3 separate regions of the Sus scrofa genome follow, and all the other regions are linked to region 1. A link is a contact called in public HiChIP or PLAC-seq and promoter capture Hi-C data. All regions are on one chromosome and are shown on one strand. The core of a region is the stretch at or near the end of the contact, and the rest is flanking DNA. Distances in the headings are between cores, read along the strand shown. Region 1 holds the start of HNRNPA3 (heterogeneous nuclear ribonucleoprotein A3). Region 2 holds the start of NFE2L2 (nuclear factor erythroid 2-related factor 2). Region 3 overlaps NFE2L2 (nuclear factor erythroid 2-related factor 2).

What was found. Promoter capture Hi-C pulls out the DNA fragments that hold promoters and counts their contacts. HiChIP or PLAC-seq counts read pairs in DNA pulled down with a chosen protein or histone mark.
Region 2: a contact with region 1 is called in an H3K27ac HiChIP or PLAC-seq map of alveolar macrophages. The contact joins the promoter of NFE2L2 here to the promoter of HNRNPA3 in region 1. A contact is called at or near these places in 1 of 5 promoter capture datasets (fetal liver), 2 of 47 Hi-C or Micro-C datasets (heart right ventricle and skeletal muscle) and 2 of 2 datasets of contacts at active chromatin or transcription factors (alveolar macrophages and skeletal muscle).
Region 3: a promoter capture Hi-C map of liver shows a contact between it and region 1, with 6 times the contacts expected there. The contact joins the enhancer-like site here to the promoter of HNRNPA3 in region 1. A contact is called at or near these places in 2 of 5 promoter capture datasets (both in liver), 3 of 47 Hi-C or Micro-C datasets (embryonic fibroblasts, epiblast stem cells and liver) and 2 of 2 datasets of contacts at active chromatin or transcription factors (alveolar macrophages and skeletal muscle).

What each region holds. Positions count from the first base shown.
Region 1 is chr15:82,956,174-82,960,101 of Sscrofa11.1, reverse strand. HNRNPA3 (heterogeneous nuclear ribonucleoprotein A3) reads right to left here and starts at 1,773. Exons shown (of 10, transcript XM_021075138.1): 1 at 1,618-1,773. The coding sequence starts at 1,689. LOC110256983 (a long non-coding RNA gene) reads left to right here and starts at 1,865. Exons shown (of 4, transcript XR_002339079.1): 1 at 1,865-2,376.
Region 2 is chr15:83,144,211-83,148,138 of Sscrofa11.1, reverse strand. NFE2L2 (nuclear factor erythroid 2-related factor 2) reads left to right here and starts at 1,954. Exons shown (of 7, transcript XM_021075131.1): 1 at 1,954-2,083. AGPS (alkyldihydroxyacetonephosphate synthase, peroxisomal) reads right to left here and starts at 2,076. Exons shown (of 20, transcript XM_021075128.1): 1 at 1,607-2,076. The coding sequence starts at 1,938.
Region 3 is chr15:83,100,068-83,103,995 of Sscrofa11.1, reverse strand. All of the region lies in intron 2 of NFE2L2 (nuclear factor erythroid 2-related factor 2), which reads left to right. Among named protein-coding and RNA genes, the nearest start is that of AGPS, 44 kb to the left of the region's middle. Within about 2 kb of position 1,950, at least 14 of the 83 cell types and tissues checked have an H3K27ac peak or open chromatin away from gene starts, as enhancers often do. A contact at or near this core is called in alveolar macrophages and liver, where this site is marked.

The DNA.
Region 1 (3,928 bases), core at 524-3,023:
TATTTTAGAAGTTGCTACTGAGAAACCATTTCCTAAGAAACCAAAGTGTTGTAAATGCAGTGATACATCTATGCCATTTCTTTTTATGTCTTCCCCTGTGTCTACACCCTAACAAGCATTTAATTTTAAACCACAAAACTCTGAAGTACAACCTGCATTATGAATGCCAAATTTAGAGAAATTTACCACTTACAAGCAAATAAAGATGTTAAAATAAGTACTCCTAAAAAGACATGAAAAAATCCACCACGTATCTTGCTTGATACCTTCTTGTAATCGATTTGTTACAACTAATATACTGTAAACAGTTCCTATTCACAGCTGTACAACACCAAAAATGTCAATAACAACATTTTATTTGATCACAAAAAAGGATTTGTGTTAAGTATATTATTTGACAGGAATGGAGCACAATAAAACAAATTGAAATCTAAAAAATTAAGACACGGCCTGACCGTTTCACAATTTAACAAACAAGATCTGCCACTTTATATGCATCCAAAGTCCTTAAAAAGAGTTCACATTTACATTCTAAGGTCTTCCTGTGTCTTCTAAAAGTAGAGACATTAAGCATCTAATATGAAGAGACTATGACATGCTAGGAAAGTTAAATGATTAATAGCCTAAAGTACTACTTCACTTAGTCTCACTTTCCAAGTTCTGATTAAATGTACTTGACGTTACACAAAGTTGACGGAAACTGTAACAGGAAAATTATCTCAAGTAAAAGAAAAAATTCGACTCTAGCTGCAGTCCTCTAAAACAAATACCCAAGAAACTACAACGTGAGCCAACCCGTCAGAAAAAAGAAAACATGAGTATCAAAAAGTTTTTAATTTCCTACTTTACATCTACATGCAAATTCTAAGATGCAGTATTTAACCCACATGGTGCAAATCTGCGTATAATTCTAAGTAGTTCAGCAAAAATGGCAGACCAAAAAGTATTTTAAAGCAGCAAACTAAACAAAAAAATTATTTTCAACTGAGTGTTGCGAAGAACACAGCCGAGAGAATCTCTTCTCCTGAGAGAGGTATGTAAGGCCTAAGGCACCGGGAGAACATCCTTGAAAGCACTAGGCCCCAAGCTTCGAGGCCATTTGCGGCATTTTCTGCTGGGCCGCCTCCTTCCTCTCCCTTCCAATCCCACGTTCTCCCGGCGGCGGAGCCAGGCGGCGGCCATTGCGTGCCAATGCGCCATTTCGTAACGCGGCAGCGGATCAATGTCAGTGTGGCCGCCGCCCGCCTGCTAGCTCGCCCGGATGTGCCTGCTCGTCCCCTCCCCTCCCCCACCGCCTCCTCCCAACCGCTCCCGCCGAGGCCCGCCATGCCGTCCTCGGCCTTGGATGCGAGGCCGCGCGGCCGGCGGACCAACTTCCCTCCCGAGGTCTCCCCAGCCACGCCTCGCAGCAAAAGACCACCTGTGCAGACGAAGGAGACGCATGGCGGGCAAGAAGCCCCGAAAAAACCTCTGAAGCCCGTTCCCCTCCCCCCACCACCGCCCGTCTCAACGCAGAGCGCGGGACAGCCTCCCGGTCCGCCCGGCCTCCCCGCTCCCACCGAGCCAGGCCCTTCATGCTGGCCATTACCCATCAACCCCCCACTCTCCCCCTAATACCTCCTCCCCCCGGCGGCGGCGGCGACGGCCGGAGTCGGGCTGGGGGCGACCGGGCGGCGGTTTTACCTCCATTTTGAGACCGGACTCGCCTCTTCCAACTCGAGTTCAATATGGGACCGAGAGGAAGAGGCGGGGCCAGTGACCACGTGACGCGCCTTCCGCGCGCCGCCGGCCTAGTGGGGGGAGGGGCGAATAGGTGCAGGGCGTGGCCAACTGGGCGCGAAGAGGGACTGGATGAGCGGGTTGGCGGGCAGAGGGTGGGGGCGTGGCAGGCCCCGGGAGCGCGCGCGCTCAGCCAACTTCCAGTGCGACGCCGCCCTAGCCGCCGTTCGCGCCTGGGTGGCTGCGAGGACGTCGTCTGGGTTTCGGCCAATGGCCAGCGCCCACGTCGGGGGAACGCCTCGTGACCGCGCGTCACCGGAGAAAAAGGCTTGTTTCCCTTTCTTCTTGCGCTCCTTTTCCCCTCCCCCACGTGGGCCTCTAGCTTTCCATTACCAAATTCATTTCATTCCCGTGCGTGAATAAAACCACACTTTTCTCTTGTACTTTATGGTTGCAAGAAAGCCCCCTCGGTGTCTTCTCGCGGGTTTCAAAATGCCAGAAACTGGTGTGTGTCTGACTGCGATGCCCACTGTGAGGGCGCGCACTGAAAATTCCTGTGACACCGATTGTGTGTATCTTGAGCACCTTGGAAAGACCTTAAAACGCGCGGCTGACACTGAAATTTCATCCTTAACAGCTGAGGCAGGAGCGTTCGAGGTCAGTTAATTAGGTACACACTGATCTTAAGAAATCTGTTGGCACTATTTTCTGACACTTCTAGTTACTGTGGAAAGAACTGAGCAACTGTTCTCACAGACAGGATTTAAGGAATGATTTACAAGATTGATGAAAAGTAGGATCACCAGATATGCTTCCTATTTGCGAGTGATTTCTATCTTATTTTTATTTGTGAAGTATAACGTAGAAGATCAATTAAGGAGTTAAATACTATGGAGCTAATCTCAGCCTACCTAGTAATTTTTTTTTAGAAATAGATTTATTTATTATTTTTTTGTCTTTTGTCTTTTTAGGGCCGCAGCACATGAAGGCTCCCAGGCTAGGGATCGAATTGGAGCTGCACTTGCCCGCCTACACCACAGCCCCAGAAAGGCAGGATCCAAGCCGCATCTGCGACCTACACCACAGTTCATGGCAATCCAGATTTTTAACCCACTAAGCGAAGCCAGGGATCGAGCCCACAACTAGTAGGGTTTGTTAACTACTGAGCCAAGACGTAAACTCCCTACCTAGTAACTTTAAGTCATTTGAACTTACTAAGCTTTTTTTTTTTTTTTTTTAATTAAAGTATAGTTGATTTACATGCTAAGCTTTAGTTTTAGGGTCTTTTCGAGATTTGGTCATCTCCGACACCCATGACAGCTGTAAATAATTTGTGGATCCGTATTTGAGCAAGGTACTGATAAAAGAGACCACAGTTGGCAGGTTTCCCTACCATGCTAAGAAATGCCCTGTATTTTAATGTACCAACCCTTTAGAATTGATCTGGCCCTCCTTTGGAAAGATCAGAAATCTAATCATTTATATTCTCCATTATTTGAAAAGCAGTTAGCTAATGAATGGGTAATGGTGGGTTCAGAGTTTGGAAAAAAAGGAACACAAAGATCAAGATTTTGATGTTTATCTAGCATTGCCCAAGTGGAACAGTGTTTTATTTGGGAAACAAGAGCAAAAGGTACTCTGTTCTGGGGCAAAAACAGTCACCAGGCCTTAATGTAACTTGAATGAAATAAGCCTCAAAGCATCCTCTGGTTGCTCTGATTCTTTTATCACAAGCAAATTATTACGTGTTCTGCTTATCAGTTACTCAGTGATAGCTAACACAAGTACTTGAGAAAATTTATACCCTTAGTGTCTTATTAATATATAAAGGCTTTGCAACTTTGATTACTATGAAATAGTCATGAATAACTTCTACAATTCTGAGTATAAAGAAAGATGGGAAGTTAAGGACCTTAGGAAGATGGTATTCACACCAAGGTACCCTATGAGACACTGTAAGGGTGATCAAGAAGACTGATCACTTGGCTTCACTTCAGGGCATGTTTGTCTGGGTGCTTCTTAACCAAGTTATTTCTAATCATAACTTCTGTTATTCTTTCTTTGAGTTGTGTTAAATTTTCATATTAATTTGAGAAATGATGAAGGCTGGGATACCAAGTACTTCCATCCAGGAACATGGAATGTCCCTCCATTTATTAAGGTCTTTTGTCCTTCAGTAAAATGTGGATTCCTCCCAAATTTGTTGTTC
Region 2 (3,928 bases), core at 705-3,204, 190 kb before region 1:
GCAGGAATTGTTGTCCTCATTTTCACAGATGCGGGGTCTGAAGCGCTGAGAAAGGTTAAGTCTCTCATGCAGCTGGAACTGTGGAGTGGAAATTCAAACTCAGATTTTTGTCCCCACAAACAATATGCTTAAGTGCTTAAACCTTCAACTTAGTCCCCAATGTGACCTTTCTAAAAGGTAAATGTAATCATGTTTTTTGCCCCACATAAAATCCTGCAAACAAGACCAGCCTTTCCAAACCTCATTCCAAGTCATTCTCATCCTGTCCTGCAACACTTCACTCTCAGCAGTCCCCTAATCTGTCTCTCACTGCTTTACTGGTGAACACACAGTTCTTCCGGCAAGAACACTTCTTTGGCAGGCTACTTCCAACACAAACTTCAAGATTTACTCAGACAATCCTTACTCTGGAAAGCCTTCGCCCTAATAAATAAATACCCAAAACTGGGTTAAGTGACTATTTGCTATAGTTATCAGCTAAGTTTCTTATCACACTGTATTATAACAACCTTTTTAGGCTATCAATTCCTTATGAGTAAATAACTGCATTTTTAAATCTCTGTACCCCTAGTAATAGTGAGTATGTAGTAGAGGAAGGACTTATGAATGCTGAATTAATGAATGAATTTATAAGAAGCCGTAGGGTTTAAGAACTTGGCCCTAAAGTTAATTTGACATGCTTTCAAAATCTAAGCTGCCACATGTGCCTATGGAGGCTTCTAAATCTTGGTTTATTTCATAGGTAAAATGAGCAATAACTGTACCTACCTCAGAGTTTGGAGAAAAATAAAAGAAATCGTAGATTTATCAATCTCTGGCACATTGAGACTAGAAATTAAACATTAACAACTTTTTTCACTTTCAAAGTTTATCCATGCTGACAAAGCCACATCTCACAAAATAGCTTTCCCTAGTAGCTTCCTTCTAAGCTTTATATTTCTCCAAAAAACTCGTTAAGACAACCTCATTCACAGACAAGGATCTTTCAGCTTCTGATTACACCAGATCTCAATAACTACCACCACACCCTAAATCACTAACTTGTGTCTGCTGTTTATTGCTTCTTATCCATCCCTCGATTTCCTTCCTCAAAGTCAAAGATCAAACCCCTAAGCAAGAGGAAAACTACGAAGCAACATCTTCTTCCAGGAACCATCACTTCTCCCCACACGCACCCAGGCTTATGCGAATCAGAAAAGATCCATCATTTGGCACAAACTTAAATTTCCTTGGAGAATCATAATTGAACCCCTTCTATTTACTCCAAGACCTTAGCCTCCAAAGTAATAATTCAAAACAGAGAATGAATTTCTGGCATTACGAATTCAAGAAAAAAGGTTCCCTTAAAGCCTTTCCCGATAATAGTTCTTCAGATCTATTACCCTCAAGTAGTGGCCAAAATCCACCATTTCATCCCGCCCCCTTACAGTCAGAGTCAGGGTCTCAACCACTCTTTCTCGAAAAAGAAATGGGTGTGCACTTTCAGGAACAGAGCTGCCTTCTGCCCACCCGTGTCACCTCCCTTTCCACCTTGCCTGTGCCCTCCCGCAGCACAGGCCCGGCCTGGTCCCTTACTGCCAGCTCGCTCCACAGAACCGCTACTCACCGCTTCTTGGGGATGATGCCCGACTCCTGTGCGGCGGGAGTGGCTGCGGGCGCCGCCGTGGCCGCCGCAGCGGCTCTCCGCGCTTTGCACTCATTGGTACTCAGAGCCTCCTGGGGCCGGCCCAGCAGATGACCCGACAAAACCCGCAGCCTCCGCCCCGCGCCGTCCCGCTCCGGGTCCCGATCCCGGTCCGCTGCGGAGCCGGAGCCCGCGCCCGCGCCCGTCCCGCCCGCTGCAGCCGCCGCCTCCGCCATGGCTTCCGCCTTGTGCCGCCGCCCGGGACCGCTGGGCGCGGGTGAAAGGTCACTCAGAGCGGCGCCCGACGCGACCATTCGCTGCGGCGCATCCCGGCAGCCACCGCGGCGACTGGGCGGCGGGTGCCATGCGCCTGGAGCTTCATATTCTCAGCTCCCGCCCACCACGCCTGCCCGCGCGCCCTCGCGGTCACGCCCCAGACCGCCGGCACCTGTCAAGCAGGTGAGTTTGAGCTACCCTGGAATTGGCCTGGCCAGGGTCGAGCTAGATCTGGAGAGAAACCGCAGGCGACCCTGAGGTGTCCTAGTGCCCTGAGTGATGTCCTAGGGCGTGGCCTGAGCCTCTGGAGTACTTTCGGGAGCAGACGCCTTGGAGCTGGAGATCCAGACTGTGCCAAGAACCTGACAAACTTACTCTGTCCTTCCCTGCTGCTCCACCTCTGCTCATCCTCCCTGCGGGGTCACTAAAGTAACTCAAAACTGACACATTGTCTGTAACTATTAGAACAAATAACTATTATTTCTCATGGCCTACTTCGTGCCTGGCGCTGTGCTTATTTCTAGATCTCAATTAAATAATCTCCATTTTACAGATGAAAAACCTAAGACTCAGAGACACTACGTTGCCTGAGAGCATGCAGCTGGTAAATGCCAATACTTAGCTGCAACTGAGGTTCCCTTTCCCTTGTTACTTCATGCTTAGCCCTTCCTTTCTCTAATGGCAGGGAAAGTTTTCTGTTGCAATGGATAAAATTACCCAATAGCTGTTCTTAAGACTTTTCATTTATCTACAAATTGACTTCATTTCTGGAGTGTAACACTTGGTGAAATTAGGAGCATGTCAGTAGGATAGTGCTCCCCAATGATTTTCAGCCAGTTGATCAGTTAGGATTTTATAAGCCACCTTGCAGACCTCAGTCATCAGATGTAAAGTTCAGAGATAAGTCTTGGAAATGGTAAGGGAAAGGAAAGGGTCATCATAAGCATTCTAAACCCAATGAAGTCACCTCCTTTCTGAATAGCCACCTTCTTGCTAACACAGTCTCTGTTTCCAGGTGTTATTTGACTTATACAAAAGAACTATTCAGTACTTCTGAGAAAATTCAGGCAACAGTGAGGAGGACTTGATTTTTATGCCTGATCTCCAGACCTTAAGAGATGGTTAAGCATTAAATATCTAGTCTAGCTACAGAATCATTGAGCCCACTCCTATTTAGGTGCAGCTTCTAATAACCATTGGCTGTTTCAAATAGAGGAGGAATGGGGGAAAAGGGGGGCAGGAGAAAACCTCCTCAAGGAGAAAGCCTCCTCAAGTTTGAGAGTTCATCAGCTCTAGTCTTTGAACTTCTCACAACGTTTCTAGATGTTTCTAGACTATCATTAAAATACCAACTAGCATGTTGTAAAATTCATAGATTTTTTTTTTGCCAAAATGCTGTATAAGCAACAACTTCCTCAATCTTTTTGGAATGAGACAGGTCTATTAATTTTTGCTTGACTGCGAGAGAGCTCAGTCTAATACTGCTGGCATGCTTTAAATGTAAATGTAGTTAACTGACTTCCACTGTCTTTCTCAATTCGAGGTTGGACATGCTTTTTGTCATCTCAGAGGAGACAAAATTTATAAATTTTGACAACATCAACAAAATAACGAAAAGCCTTTTCTCCTGCGTGATGGAAAACTTGATGTAAACCAAAATTATTTGTCAGTGGAAAAACTATGGACTATATATTATTTCAAATATGTGTACAGTAATGAAACATAGATGTAGTAGAAACACTTGTTGAGAGCCCATTATGTAAATAATTCAAGTGCAGTGAGATGCAAAAGTATGCTTAATCTGCATAGTATATTTAACTAGTTAGGATATATGTGGGGAAAAAACGTGTGTGATTATTGGGCAGATTAAGTATGAGGTAGGTGACCTTGGTGAAGGGTTTCCTAACCCCTCTCCTTAGAAGAGCAAAGCCCAAACAGAGTGACCTGATGCTTATTTCATGCTACCTAAGAAGAATGAATGTTTCACACAAAGCCTGGTCCATTGAGATACTTATAATTCCCACCAAA
Region 3 (3,928 bases), core at 701-3,200, 140 kb before region 1:
CCCTCTTTGGCTTCCAAATTTGATTCTTCCTCTCTTTTGACTCGTCCCTCCTCCTCCCACCCCAACTCACCCTTCCCTTCCCTGAAAACTATTCAAGATAAACTGGAGAGAGATGAGGCTAATATCAGTGAATACCATTTAGGAGACAACTGAAAAGGGCCAGCAGAGATGGTGAGTGCCTGAATTAAGAAAATGACAAAATTAAAAGGAGAGGGTGAAATTTAAGAAATATATGGGAGGGGAGATCTACAGGATGTAGCTACTGACTGGATTGGGTAGAAGAAAAGAAAGAAGAATATAAGGTACATCTCAGGTATTGGCGAATGTGAAACAAAGAGAGGGAGGAAGGAAAGAAGAAAGGAAATGATTGGAAGATAATGAATAAAAGGGTAGGGATTGAGCATGCCATAGGATTAGATTTATTACCAAGGGAAGTAGGAGAGGGGATTAAGCAAAGAAGGGCAAGTAGAAGAATTATTACCTCTTGAGAGTATAACCAGCAAGAGATCAAAATTGCTATTGGCACTAGTCCACGTAATTGTGTGATTTTCTTTAATAACGTGGGGTATTAATGGTAAGAGCTGAAAAAATTGGTGGTCAATTGATCCAAGACTTGTAATTTGCTGGGAGATGGGACAGAAGGACCAAGCACCAAGGAAATTGACAGTGCAATGAAAAAAAAATGTTCGAAGTGATAGGCAATGGCACTAGGCTCAACAGTGATAGAAACGAGCCAGGAAGGCACTGATAGATTGGGAGGAGGAGTAGAAGAGAGGCCAAGAAATAGGAGATTTTGAAATGGTGAAGAGTAAGTAAGAAAACTAGCATGCTAAGAAACAGAAGATATAGAATAGAGAGGGAACCATGTGTAGGTTTGCAGAGAGTAGGAATCCACGGACTCCAGGACTTAAGAGGAAAACAGACCTAGAAAGGAGAGGGTCCCCTTCTCCCTCTGAAATGAGAGGGAAGGAGAAAAGGAATTATCTTGTGTAAATATTTCTTGGCAGAGAATACGCAGAAAGAGGAGGCTCAAGTTATGGAGTCTTGATCTCTTCCATCCTACAAGATGAGAACAACGTGCAGGAGGTGCCATTGTAGCTTGAGGGCAGTAGGAAAGATGTAGAAAAGGAGGGGGGAAGGTATCTATCTTTTTTTTTTTTTTTTTTTTTTTTTTTTTTTGGTCTTTTTAGGGACGCACCCATGGCATGTGGAAATTCCCAGGCTAGGGATCAAATTGGAGCTACAGCTGCTGGCCTACACCTCAGCCACAGCAACTCGGGATTCAAACTGCATCTGCAACCTACACCACAGCTTACTGCAATGCCAGATCCTTAACCCACTGAGTGAGGCCAGGGATCAAACCCACATCCTCATGGATACTAGTCAGCTTAATTACTGCTGAGCCGCAATGGGAACTCCCGGAAGGCATCTATCTTGATTGAAAAATCCAGCGATTGCCTGTTGGTGGTGAGGGCTCAGCTGGAATGGTCAGCTGACATTGGTTTGGATCAGATTTCTAAATTTTCCCCAGCAACATCTTCTGCTTTAAAGCAGAAACAGAAAGTGCATACATGGTAGATTTCATTTGGGATGGGGAATACGAAAACAGGAGGCCATGAATGGCCAAAGGGATGAGGGCAGTAATCAGGATTATTGCTAAAATCATTAACACTCATAACATGCTAAGAGGAAGACACTTGAAGGCTGATGGGTCCCTTGTGCTCTGAGAACAGTGGAGGGCAGGGAGGGGTAGGGCTCACAGCAAGGAGGACAGAGTTCAATGGTCCTGATAAAAGTAACACCCGAATCTTTTAGATATTTTCCCCATAAAATAAAAAGGTGAATGCCCCTTTAAATCATTAACTAAATCAGCATTCAGATCTGGGCAGTCTCTCCCAGGTTGGGCTGTTTTTCTTAGCCAGGAATTGATAAGCTTCTTTGAACCCTCCAGGGCAAGTGAGGCATGATCCCTCTTCCCTGTCTGGACAAGCTTGATCTGGCCTCCTGCCTCCTGCTAAAGCAGGCCTGAGGTATGTGCCAGGATTCTGTGTCTTAGACTAATTATCACATTCCAGAATGCTCTGGGCTCCTCTGATATACCCTTTCAGCTTTTAGAGGGCCCTGTTCTGACCCTCCCTGGCTGTGCCCCTCACCACAGGATGAAAAGACTGGGACCAAGAGAATACTCCCATCAGAACTCACATCAGTTCCCTCTAGACCACACTCCGAGTACCTTGGACCACTTCGGAGCATTTCCTAGCCCCAGTGCTCCAAGCCCAATTTCCAGGCCTGCCTACACTTCCTTCCTGGTTCTCTCCTCTCAAGGGCAGACATGCCAACAGTACACCCACTCTTCAGCATGAGGGTTGCCAGGGGATGTGTGGATGTGTGGTCTGGGGCAGCCACACTCCTGCATGAGAGGCTTTTCTTGGTCAGAGCCAGGGATGGGAAGAGAAGAGAAGAGGGGCAGCTGCAGCCTGGAGTCCAGCAAACCCCATGCCTCTATGTCCTATTGCAGGACTCCAAAAAGTTCAAGAATTACACATTAAAACTTGTTCTTCGGATCATTAGGAAGATAGGGTTATCGAGTTAGGAAAATAGAACATTTTATTTGTAACTTTTACATAGTTAGATATGGGATCTAGACCTCCATTTGTACTTTCCCTCGGCCCCACAAATGTCAGGGGCAGCCGTGGTTCTTGCAGTGTATTATTTGTCTGTTGTGAAGAATAGATCTTCAAAAATTATTATACTAGGTTTATTTGACATTTATTTAGGTCCAAATTGTGTCCCAGGATGGTTAAAAATAAAAATCCATTTAAAATCCTTTTTGGATTTCTCTAAAGTTTTGGTAGCCTAAGCCCTTTCCCTAATTTTTTTTTTTTTTTTTTTTTTTTTTTTTTTTTTTTTTTGTCTTTTTAGGGCCACACTAGTGGCATATGGAGGTTCCCAGGCTAGGGGTCTAATCAGAGCTATAGCTTCAGCCTACACCACAGCCACAGCAGTGCCAGATTGGAGCCGCATCTAGGAACTACACCACAGCTAACAGCAATGCCGATCCTCAACCCACTGAGTGAGGCCGGGGATTGAACTCACAACCTCATGGTTCCCAGTTGGATTTGTTTCCACTGTGCCACGACAGGAACTCCCCCTTTCCCTAATTTTTGATATCATTTTATGTCATTTGATAGAATATGTTTCCTTGGAGTTCCCCTTGTGGCTCAGCAGAAATGAATCTGACTAGTATCCATGAGGATGCAGGTTCGATCTCTGGCCTTGCTATTGACCCTTAGAAACTGAGCGTAGGCCAACAGCTTACAGCTCCGATTCGACCCCTAGCCTGGGGACCTCCATATGCTGCAGGTGTGGCCCTAAAAAGACAAAAAAAAAAAAAAAAAAAAAAAAGAACATGTTTCCTTGTTTTACTAATGTCCATATTTAAGCACAGAAAGAATCTGTAAATGTTTATCCTACTGTGGCTGTCAAGGTACATAGCTCAGCCTTGAATATAAGCCCCAGCAGGTAAACACTGGAACATGTCTTCAGTATATCCCTTGTGATTTTGTGGATGTTATGTATTACATCTTTTTCTTACGTTCCAGGTGCTTACTGATACATTAAATCTGAATGATGTTAAATTTGAGGCCTGTCCTGCAAATCCATGCCTTATACCTTCATTTTCATTATTAGATCTTAATTATAGGAGTAGAATCAGGTAAAGCTGAAAATATCTGGTTATTAAACTGAGAGAAGGGAGAGGAGATGGCCTCTGGATTGCCAGACAGAGTGCACTATTCTCATTCCATTTGCACCTTGAGACAAGCCTTCTACTACATCTTGAATTTCGGAATGAGATATGACCCTTTGAGTGAATCTGTGCTAGGACCTTCCAATAGTGGTTTACAATCTGCCGACCAATCTCAGTGCT